Linked DNA regions of Mus musculus: region 2 is linked to region 1. The links are chromatin contacts, called in public promoter capture Hi-C maps. All regions are on one chromosome and are shown on one strand. The core of a region is the stretch at or near the end of the contact, and the rest is flanking DNA. Distances in the headings are between cores, read along the strand shown. Region 1 holds the start of Cyp2b10 (cytochrome P450, family 2, subfamily b, polypeptide 10). Region 2 overlaps Cyp2b23 (cytochrome P450, family 2, subfamily b, polypeptide 23).

Evidence for each region. Promoter capture Hi-C pulls out the DNA fragments that hold promoters and counts their contacts.
Region 2: a promoter capture Hi-C map of embryonic stem cells shows a contact between it and region 1, with 6 times the contacts expected there. The contact joins the enhancer-like site here to the promoter of Cyp2b10 in region 1. A contact is called at or near these places in 10 of 39 promoter capture datasets (cranial neural crest, embryonic stem cells, hippocampal neurons and 3 more).

What each region holds. Positions count from the first base shown.
Region 1 is chr7:25,896,261-25,901,781 of GRCm38.p6, forward strand. It overlaps Cyp2b10 (cytochrome P450, family 2, subfamily b, polypeptide 10), which reads left to right and starts at 1,398. Exons shown (of 9, transcript NM_009999.4): 1 at 1,398-1,595. The coding sequence starts at 1,425.
Region 2 is chr7:26,664,434-26,669,521 of GRCm38.p6, forward strand. Cyp2b23 (cytochrome P450, family 2, subfamily b, polypeptide 23) reads right to left here. Exons shown (of 9, transcript NM_001081148.1): 9 at 794-1,681. The coding sequence ends at 1,500. Among named protein-coding and RNA genes, the nearest start is that of Cyp2b23, 19 kb to the right of the region's middle. Within about 2 kb of position 1,773, at least 5 of the 459 cell types and tissues checked have an H3K27ac peak or open chromatin away from gene starts, as enhancers often do. A contact at or near this core is called in embryonic stem cells, where this site is marked.

The DNA of each region.
Region 1 (5,521 bases), core at 148-2,647:
AGCCCTAAGTGTCCTGCCACCTCCCCAAATAATATCAGTTAGGTATAGTGTTGAAACATGAACTTCTGAGACAGATTTTTGCATTCGAAATAGAACATGTTCTGAGCGGATCAATGTTACCCCTGTACTGGTGGGCTAATTAAGAACTTTCTATTTCCCTCTTAGCTTTTTATTTCCTTTTAGCAAGAGGGAAGGTCAGAGAACTTCCTGTGCTGTGAAAACAACAAGGAGGATGAGTGGAACCATTTGTCCTTAGACACAGTGGTCAGAGACAATCTGAGTTAGGGTCTCTATTTCTGTGATAAAACTTCTACAGGCAACTTGGGGAGGAAAGGATATATTTTGCTTGCAATTTATAGTTTATCATCCAAGGAAGTCGGGGCAGGAACACAAGGCAGGAAGCTGGAGGCAATGCAGAGGCCATGGAGGGATGCTGCTTACTCATCATGGCTTGCTCAGCCTGGTTTCTTATAGAACCCAGGATCACCAGTCCAGGGATGAAATTTCCCACGGTGACTTAGGCCCTCCAACATCCAATCGCTGATTAAGAAAACACTCTAAAGGCTTGCCTTCAGTGTGATTTTATGGATATATTCTCTCAATTGAAGTTCCCTCATCTCAAATGACTACAGCATGTGTCATGTTGACACAAAAGCTAGCCAGTCCAGAAACCCAGGAGCTCCATCTGCTCTGCCAGGTTTCGCCTCTGTCCACCTGACTTCTGAGCCTCACTACTCTCTTGCCTCTCCTTTTTTCTCCTCCCTTTTCTCCCATCTATGGCTATCATGGGCCAGAGAGTGAAATGGGGGCTCTGGAGAAATTATATCTGCAGACCTTAAAAAAACCTGGATCAGGGAATGAACAGGCAGAGACAAACAAAAGATCATGGGACACTACTCTTGTCAAGCCAAATGTAATCACGTTTACCCAGGACATAAAGAACATACAGAGAGGCCTCCATAATTTAAGATTAGACATGTAAATACACCCCAGACATGTAAGAATAGATTAGGTAGCACATCTAGACTCAGACACAGAAATACACATCCGTACATTCATCTCAGAAATGACCTTTCAGGTATTAAAAGCGTACAGCACACCCGCAGTCTCTTGTCCCAGTAAGTGAACAGACAAAACTGAGCTGACAAGGGCACACCCACCTCCATAAAACAAGAAGCATCACTCCCAGTGCCCTTTTGTCCTATGTATCTGTTTCATGGTGTCCTTGCCAACATCTACAGTGAGGGTAAGGGAATGAGGAGTGAGCAGCCAAAGCAGGGAGTTGCTATGGCTCCTCACGCTCTGGACAATGAGAGACAGGAGGCGGGAACAGCTGAAGTTGCATAACTGAGTGGAGAGGCGGGGCCAGCATAAAAGATCCTGCTGGAGCGTGGAGTGAAGTCAACATTGGTTAGACCAGGACCATGGAGCCCAGTGTCCTGCTCCTCCTTGCTCTCCTTGTGGGCTTCTTGTTACTCTTAGCCAGGGGACACCCAAAGTCCCGTGGCAACTTCCCACCAGGACCCCGTCCCCTGCCCCTCTTGGGGAACCTCTTGCAGATGGACAGAGGAGGCCTCCTCAAGTCTTTTATTCAGGTGAGAACAATATGAGGTCTTAGTGTGGGTTTCCCCCTGCTTTTGTTTTCGGAGGTCACTCATCAGGAAGAGCAAGAGACTCCTTCCACGGTGTAGGTTCAGGTGGGAAGGTTGCTGAGGGGAGGGTGAGATGCTGATTTGTGGTGGATGGTACTCAGATAGACAGGCAAATCTTGCTACGTTGGAGTTGTGTGGGGGCACTTGTGCTTGGGCTTCGAGAGGCGTAGAGGCGTTGAGGTGTGAGCGTGCAGAATTTCACTCCTTGGAGCTTGTCTGTTCCAGAAGAGAAAGAAAAATATCAGAGGCATCAACATGAAGGCTTGCTTCTGCCAGCAAGAGATTAGCCTGAGGTGTTCTAGGACAAAGGGGAAGAGAGGCAGAACAGGAGGAGGGGTGGGTAGGAGTGTTATCAGTTTATTCCAGCCCCTGGCTTGGCACTGACCTATCAGTGTCTATATTGGTGCTTCACACACAGTGTTTCATGTTTAATTACCACTTGCTTACAGCATCTGTAATCAGCATCCGTGATCCTGCCTTTCATGAGAGAGCTGAGGTAGTGACTATAAGTCCCATCCCTCTGTTCTTCGCCGTAGCTGTGGAGATCACACTTTTGAACCTTGTATTTGTTACCACCTGGCTTTTAAAAGATCCCTCCCCTTCCCAGCACTAGTGGCAAATCCAGTTATATTAACTTATTTTTTGAGATGGGGTCTGTCCCTGTTTTTATTTTTTTTTTATTTTTTATTTTTTTGGTTTTTCAAGACAGGGTTTCTCTGTATAGCCCTGGCTATCCTGGAACTCACTCTGTAGACCAGGCTGGCCTCGAACTCAGAAATCCACCTGCCTCTGCCTCCCGAGTGCTGGGATTAAAGGCATGGGCCACCACGCCCGGCTCCTGTTTTTATTTTTTAGGTTGGTTCCCAACTCATGATTCTCCTACCTTAGCCTCTGGAATGATAAGTGTGTCGCCACACACTGCCACACATGTTTTAAACACATGCCTCCCATGTGTGAGGAAAGGTCAAGCCAACATCCTACCTGATTTATTTTAAGAAATCCATTGACAATTCAATGTACACATATGCTGGACCTTTGTCATCTGTGACCCCTCCTTTCCCTCTTTCTCTCACAGAAACCCTTCTTTTGGCCAACATGCCTCTTCCTACCTTGATGCCCCTTTTATGTTTTTACCCACTGAGTTTAGTTAGGGTCGTTCAGGGTGGGTTGATGTGTGGTTTATTTCTTGGAGATAACTTAGTATGAAGCAAAAGGATGGATGCCTTCTGGGCTCTAGGTTCAGGTGGGAGGGTTGGTGAGTAAAAGATGAGATGCTGACAACTTCATGACCATGGGCGGGAACTATTTACTGAAACATGAAGTTAGGAGTAACCATACCATGAAAGTAATTGACTCCCTTCCACAGCCAGCGCCACCACTGCCCACAGACCCACAGGGAGCGGTGGTAGCATCCAAAATGGTGCATCTTTCCCCTGTAGTGAAGGTGATATTTTTCCCTAATTAATTAATTAATTAACTAATTAACTTAGTCGGGGGACACCCAAAGTCCCATGCCAACTTCCCAGTAATTAATCAATCAATCAACAAATTAACAAATTTGTTAATTAATTAGTTAATTTGGGTGTCGTTCACCCCTCCCTTTCTTCTTTGAGAGGTTGGAGGCTCCCTGGGTATCCCCACCACAACACATCAAGTCTATGCGGGGTTAGGCACACCACCCTCTTCCACTGCAGCCAGATAAGGCAGTCCAGCTAGAAGAACATATTCCACAGGCAGGCAGCAGCTTCTTCTTCTTCTTCTTCTTCTTCTTCTTCTTCTTCTTCTTCTTCTTCTTCTTCTTCTCCTTCTCCTTCTCCTTCTCCTTCTCCTTCTCCTTCTCCTTCTCCTTCTCCTTCTCCTTCTCCTTCTCCTTCTCCTTCTCCTTCTCCTTCTCCTTCTCCTTCTCCTTCTCCTTCTCCTTCTCCTTCTCCTTCTCCTTCTCCTTCTCCTTCTCCTTCTCCTTCTCCTTCTCCTTCTCCTTCTCCTTCTCCTTCTCCTTCTTCTTCTTCTTCTTCTTCTTCTTCTTCTTCTTCTTCTTCTTCTTCTTCTTCTTCTTCTTCTTTGAGACAGGGTTTCTCTGTGTAGCCTTGGCTGTCCTGAAACTCACTTTGTAGACCAGGCTGGCCTTGAACTCAGAGATCCGCCTGCCTCTGCCTCCCAAGTGCTGGGATTAAAGGCGTGGGCCACCATGCCCGGATGGCAGCAGCTTTTGAGACAGCCCCTGCTCCAGTTGTTTGGGACCCACATGAAGACTGAGTGACACCTCTGCTATATATGTGCAGGGAGGCCTAGGTCCAGCCTGTGCATGCTTTTTGGTTGGTGGTTCAGTCTCTGAGACCCCTCAAGGGTCTAGGTTAGTTGACTTTGTCTTCTTCCTGTGGAGTTCCTATCCCCTTTGGGGCCCTCAATCCTTCCCCCAACTTTGCTAAAAAACTCTCTACCTCCATCCAATGTTTGGCTGTGGGTCTCTGCATCTGTTTTAGTCAACTGCTGGGTGGAGTTTCTCAGATGACAGTTAAGATAGTCTCTTGTCTGCAAGCATAACACAGTATCATTAATAGTGTCAGGGATTGGTGTTTGCCCAAGGGATGGGTGTCAAGTTCGGATAGTTATTGGTTGGCCATTCCCTCAGTCTCTGCTCCATTTTAGTGACAGTGATCTTAATGTTACAATCACACAGGGCTCTTAGGGTCTAGGAAATGTGCAGTTGGAAGGAAATCAGAGCTTATACCAACTCTGATGCGATGGCCTGGTTGCCTTTCTAACTATATATTTTGAACAATAAAGAATCCCACGCTGGGCTGTTTAGCAGTAGTAGTGGCAGGATCAAAGAGTGGGGCTGCATTCCTGACACCCGTGTGCATTATTGGTGCTCAAAAAGATTGTAGGATCCTCTGGAAACGAGTTACACATTGTGAGCACCAAGTGGGTGCTGGAAACAGAACCCAGGGCCTCTGAAAGAATAGCAAATGCTTTTAAACATCAAGCTATCTTTCCAGCTCCCACCCTAATTGAGTTTTAAGATCATTGGAGGGGTTGTAATGGTTTATATAAGAGGTAGAATCTGATCAGATTCCCAAAGACTCTCCGGAGAGAGAATAAGGGAGAAAAGAAGCTGTTCCTGGGGAGCCATGAGGGGCAGATGAGGAAGGAGCAGGTCCAGGTGAACAAGAACATGATGTAATGGTGAATAAGAACATGATGTAATGGTGAACAAGAACATGATGTAATGGTGAACAAGAACATGATGCAATGGAGAAGAGGTAGATGTTGAATTTTTGGGTCATGGGGAGGAACTGGTCTGGCTGAAACCAAGAACAGAAAGAATAGAAACGGTCCACCTGAACCAGCAAGTAGAGTTCTCTGGTGCCTTTGCTTTCTGTTGTTACTACAACAAGCAAGAGGTCTTTTATAAAGTAAGAAGGTGTATGGGCCTAGAATGACGGCTCATGGGTTAAGAATGCTTGCTGCTCTTCCAGAGGATCCAGATTGACTCCCTGTGTCCGTATAGGACAGCTAACAACTGCCCGTAGCTTCAGCTCCAGAGGATCTGACATTTTCCTCTGACTTTTGGGAGTACCCACACACATGTGGCACACACACACACACACACACACACACACACACACACACACACACACTACAGTTACACAAATACAGACACACACACACACATGACAATTAAAAGGTAGTAGGTTTATTGAGTTTATAATCATGGCCATCATGGCCCATCTAAGATCATGCACTCCTCTGGTCCGACCTCTGGTGAGGAACCCTCTGCATGTGTCACAGCACAGTGATTGGAAAGGAGAGAAGAGAATCTGTCACATGCAGAAGGGGTTAACCATGTGGGGTGGCCTTGGTCTGTA
Region 2 (5,088 bases), core at 523-3,022, 770 kb after region 1:
AATAAATCCAATTTCTTGTGGATTGCAACAGAGACAGAAACACCAGCAGTTCTCCAGGCATCTTCCAGGACTGCAGTACTGCTTGATCTAGTTTAGAGGTTCATGGATGGCACAGATCAAGCTTAGAGGCTCATGAATGACACAACAAGCTTAGAGGCTCATGGATGGACAACTACTGAATTCTCAGCCTTTTCATATGAGACAGTCAAACTACTCTAATGAATTACATAGATATATGACAGATGAGAGAGAGAGAGAGAGAGAAGATAGATAGATAGATAGATAGATAGATAGATAGATAGATAGATGATAGAGTGATAGTGTGATAGCGTGATACTTTGTTTATGTTTGGCCCAGGGAATGGCACTATTAAGAGGTATGACCTTGTTACAGTAGATATATCACTGTAGGCATGGGCTCATCATAGCTGCCTGGAAGTCACTCTTCCACTAGCAGCCTTCAGATGAAGATGTAGAACTGTCAGTTCTGCCTGAATCATGCCAGCCTAGATGCTGCCCTGCTCCCACCTTGATGATGACAGACTCAAATTCTGAACATGTAAGCCAGCACAATTAAATGTTGTTCTTTATAAGACTTGCCTTGGTCATTGTGTCTGTTCACAGCAGTAAAACCCTAACTAAGATAGATAAATAGATAGATAGATAGATAGATAGATAGATAGATAGATAGATAGAGTATATAGACAAATAGATAAAGATAGAATGTTAAATAGATAGATGATGAATGATGAATAGAGAGATGATAAGTAATAAATGATCAATAGACTGGTTGATTGATTGATTGATTGATTGATTGATTGATTGATTGATTCTGTCAGTCCTGTTCCTTTAGAGACCCTTACTAATGCAGGGATTGTGTGATTCTTGGAAGATTTAAACAGAAACATAAGGAAACCTGAGGTTTGATGTCCAGAAACATGCATCTCAGGAGCCACAGGCTGAGGAGGCCTCTGCCTAGACAAAAAAAAAAAAAAAAAGCAGGAAGAGAATTCTAAGAACTATCATGAAAAACACACATGAATATTTCTGACTGTGGCCTGTAGAATACAGAAACCTAGATAATTTTATGTGAAGTAAAGGCACAAGACACCAAACATCACACAATGTGTGAATCTGTTTACCTGAACCATACATACTAGACAAATCTGTAGACATAGAATTCAAAACTTTTAGAGTCCATTATCACAGATCACAGTGTGTGGAGAGCTGATAAGTGGGGACTTGGGCTATTGGGAGGAAGGAGGTGATTAAGCATGGGATGTGGCCTCCAGAAGTCTGTTCACACATCAAGAGAGACAGCTGATTGATTTGTCCAGTACATTCACAGGGGAGAAGAACATGCTTTGGGGCTTTAGAGAAGCATCAGTAGGTAGAACAGATGAGCATCGACTTAGGGTCTGGTTTCCAGCAGGTCTTTCAGAGGCAGAAAGATGGTGCCATTCTCAACAGAAATAGAGACACCTGGCTGCCTCAGCCCAGTCAGCGAGGTAAGAAGCAGATCCGATACACTGGGGGTATTTTGACAAAGCCACTCTCCTTGGGAGTCAGGTCAATGTCTTCAGGAGCCACGGGGCTGGACAATGAGAAGTTCTGAAGGAGGGCAGTGAAGAAAAGGAACAATTCGTTTCGGGCAATGCCTTCGCCAAGACAAATGCGCTTTCCTATGGGCAGAGAAAGTGAGCCATGTGAGTTCCTGACAAGTATAAAACCTCTGTACTGCCCCATCCCTAATCCCATTTAGACAACTCTGCCCATTGCAATGAATAACAATGAGTTTGACTCTCAACCTGCAATTCAAATGAGAATGTTAAGAGAGTCCCAGATCTGAAAGAATTTGTGCATAGGCCAGTGAGATGCCTTAGCATGGGCAACAGCCTGCCCCCAGTCCTGGGGCCATGAGTTCAATCCCATGGACACACATGCTGGAAGGAGAGAACCAGCTCCTAAAAACTGTCCTTCAACATAAACACATACATACATACCATAGCACTTATGAATACACATGCAATTATGTATATAAGAAATAAATCATAAAATAAAGGACAAATTGTTGGTGAATATCTTGTAGTCACTGTTGACAGATTTGTAGCTTTTTGTTAAGAGCCCTTCTTCCAGAACTTTAAAACCAAATTAGAATAGGTCTGAAGTGTGTTTGTGCACACATTTATAATGCAAGACTTTTAGCATCCCTAATTTCTCAAATGAGAAGTTTGATACCCATCTCATCAGGATGCCCCGAGGGAAAAGGCATTGTTTAGAAATCCTACATAGGCTTGACATGGAGGTGCATGCCTGTACTTATAGAATTTGGCAGACTGAGGCAGGAACACAGTGGGTTCCAAATTCCCTGGGCTTCAGAGAGAGACCTCTATGTCTCCTCTCTTTCTCTGTCCTCTCTGTCTCTCATCCACCCCTTCTCTCTGTGTCCCCTATTCTTCTATACCTTGAAATTTGTTATCCACTAGGTTCTCAGAAGAATGAGGAGCCCTTGCTGGTTTATAACCTCAGGTATGGATACCACAGAGCAGGGGGAGCCTGAAAGCCCATGTACAGGCACCACACAGCCGGTATGTACCTCAGTGATTCTTTAGCTGCAACTGACTGCCTGGGCCCTCCAGGTGCAGGAGGGATTTCCCAGCAATCTCTAGGCCTTGTAGGTTGTAGAAAAATTGTTCCTGTGTGTGGAAGTATTTACAAAAGTACCATATCTTTCTGGGTATCTCTTTTCCAGAATTTTGGGCACCTTTTATGGATCTAATACACACACACACACACACACACACACACACACACACACACACACACTCCATTTCCTTCTCTCTCTCTCTCTCTCTCTCTCTCTCTCTCTCTCTCTCTCTCTCTCTCTCTCTCCCTCCCTCCCTCCCTCTCTCTCTCCCTCTCTCTCTCCTTTCTTTCTCTCTCTCCCTCACTTTCTTCCTCCTTCCCTCTCTCTTTTTACCCATGGCAGTCTCCCTGAACCTGTGTCTGAGCCTATCACCACTATGTATCTTTTGATCTGTTCTCTCTGTTTGTTTCTTTCTCAATACCCTAGGTACCATCCTAGCCACCCCCTTTCTCTAAGGACAGCTTGTCACATGTTCCTTCGCTGTTCTCTCTCCTGTTCCTTTATCTATTTCTAGTTGTGCTCTCCAATTTCATTTTCTGTTCTCTCCCTCTCCCTCTCCTCTCCCCCTCCCCCACCTCTCTCTCTCTCCCTCTCCCCTCCCCCCCTCTCTCTCCCTCTCCCTCTCCCTCTCCCTCTCCCTCTCCCTCTTTCTCTCTTGTGACCTCCACCCAGCCTGAAGCTGGCTGAACCAGACCTCGACTTTGCTGCCACTAAGGAGATTACCTAGGGTGGAGCCTGCCTCCCTAGATCACTCTATTGTTCAGCCACTGTCACTGCTGCTACCTGCTGGGAGTCAGCCTAGCTATTCTGGAGACTATATCCTATCCTTCACATGGTCATCTGCAGCTGGGCTCCAAGGATGAATTGGCGGGAATGGGCCTCCCTCCTCCTTTATAAAGCATGTCCACCATTGAACATTAGAACCTTGAGCAGACTAGTTGTCTTGGTTCCATTATTTTCGACCCACCTAGGTCCCCTCTTCTCTTTCAGCTCCAGGCTGCCTCCCAGGCTCGAACCCGGACATGAGAGTTGCAGGCCAGCTCCAACACACTCTCTCTCTTCCTGTCTGGTTAATCACTTTTCTTCTGTCTCATGTTCACTTCTTGGTTCTTACAAAATGTCTCCTGTTGGAGCTGCTATGTCTTCCTGATTGCCCCTCTTTTGGAGGATCTGTTTTAAATTTCTTATCTCACTATTGTTTATTTCTCTCTGTGCCTTTTTTCCACATGCCTGCCCTTCTTATCTTGGCATTGTTATATTCATTTTTATCTCACGGCCCTATTGGTCTCCAGCTCCAAAGATGAAATATGAAAGAGGCAATTATACTAGACAGATCCAGGAGCAGAAATTAACCCAGGGTCACTGAAGTCACTTACACTCAGGACTAGACAGTTCTTAACTGAGACATGACTCAGCAGGAGAGCACTTACCTAAAGCACTCAGTGAGGGATGAGGGCAAAGAGGTTCACCAAAAACAGGACATGCTAGAATGCAGAGGTGAGGGTCTGGAGGTGTGGACTGTTTGCAAGAGAATGCATTAACATACACATAGACCAGTGTTCTATCCCTAACAGAGTTAGAGTGTTCTAACTCTATCCAGAGTTGTGACAAGGGTAGGGATTGGTGACCAAAGGCTATAGAATTGTCCCTAGAACATCCATTTCTCCAAAAGATAAGAAACCTGAGAATAAATTTTCCATGTTTACATCCTACAGAGTCCACTAGACTGACTGAGTTTAACTGAAGGCAGCTTCTGTACATAACAAAATAACTAAAGGAAATAATCCACTGGACTACACAGTAACTTGAGGTTATATTCTTCCAATGAAGAACAAGTCTCAGGAACTCATAACAGTTGACCAATCCTGGGTTGCCAACTCCTCCTTCATTGCCAAGTAAGGCAGAAGTGGAGATGGCACCAATCAAGCTTCTGTGTAGGCCCAGCTCCCTCTTTCATCTACAGACAATACCTGTCACCACTAACAGGTACTGTCACTCTGAATTTTCTCTAGTTAAGGATATTATCCAACATGAATGATTTCTTTGCTCAAACAAATGGTCATGATTTTTCTTTCTCTTACAATTTGACAGGCCAAAGACTATTTAAGGCAAATAGGGTCAAGCATATCAAGACATGTGCCGTCTGCCCATTAATACTGCTCACAGAAAAAGTCAATGCCTCACCGGTCATCACCATCCTACCAGTTCATGGCAGTGTTCATAGATGATGTCGGTTGTTCTTGATGTTTTTTAAGAAAATGTGTATGAACTCTCTGCTAACCCACAGCCCACACCTGCCAGAAAACCAGGTAGTTTGACTGCAGATCTTCACCTGTCCCTCTGTTCTCCCAGTCCTGCCTGAGAAACACTTAAAGAAATTCTCAACATCTTTACCCATTAAGGGAATGCAAATCAAAACTGCTTTGAGACTCCACCTTACCC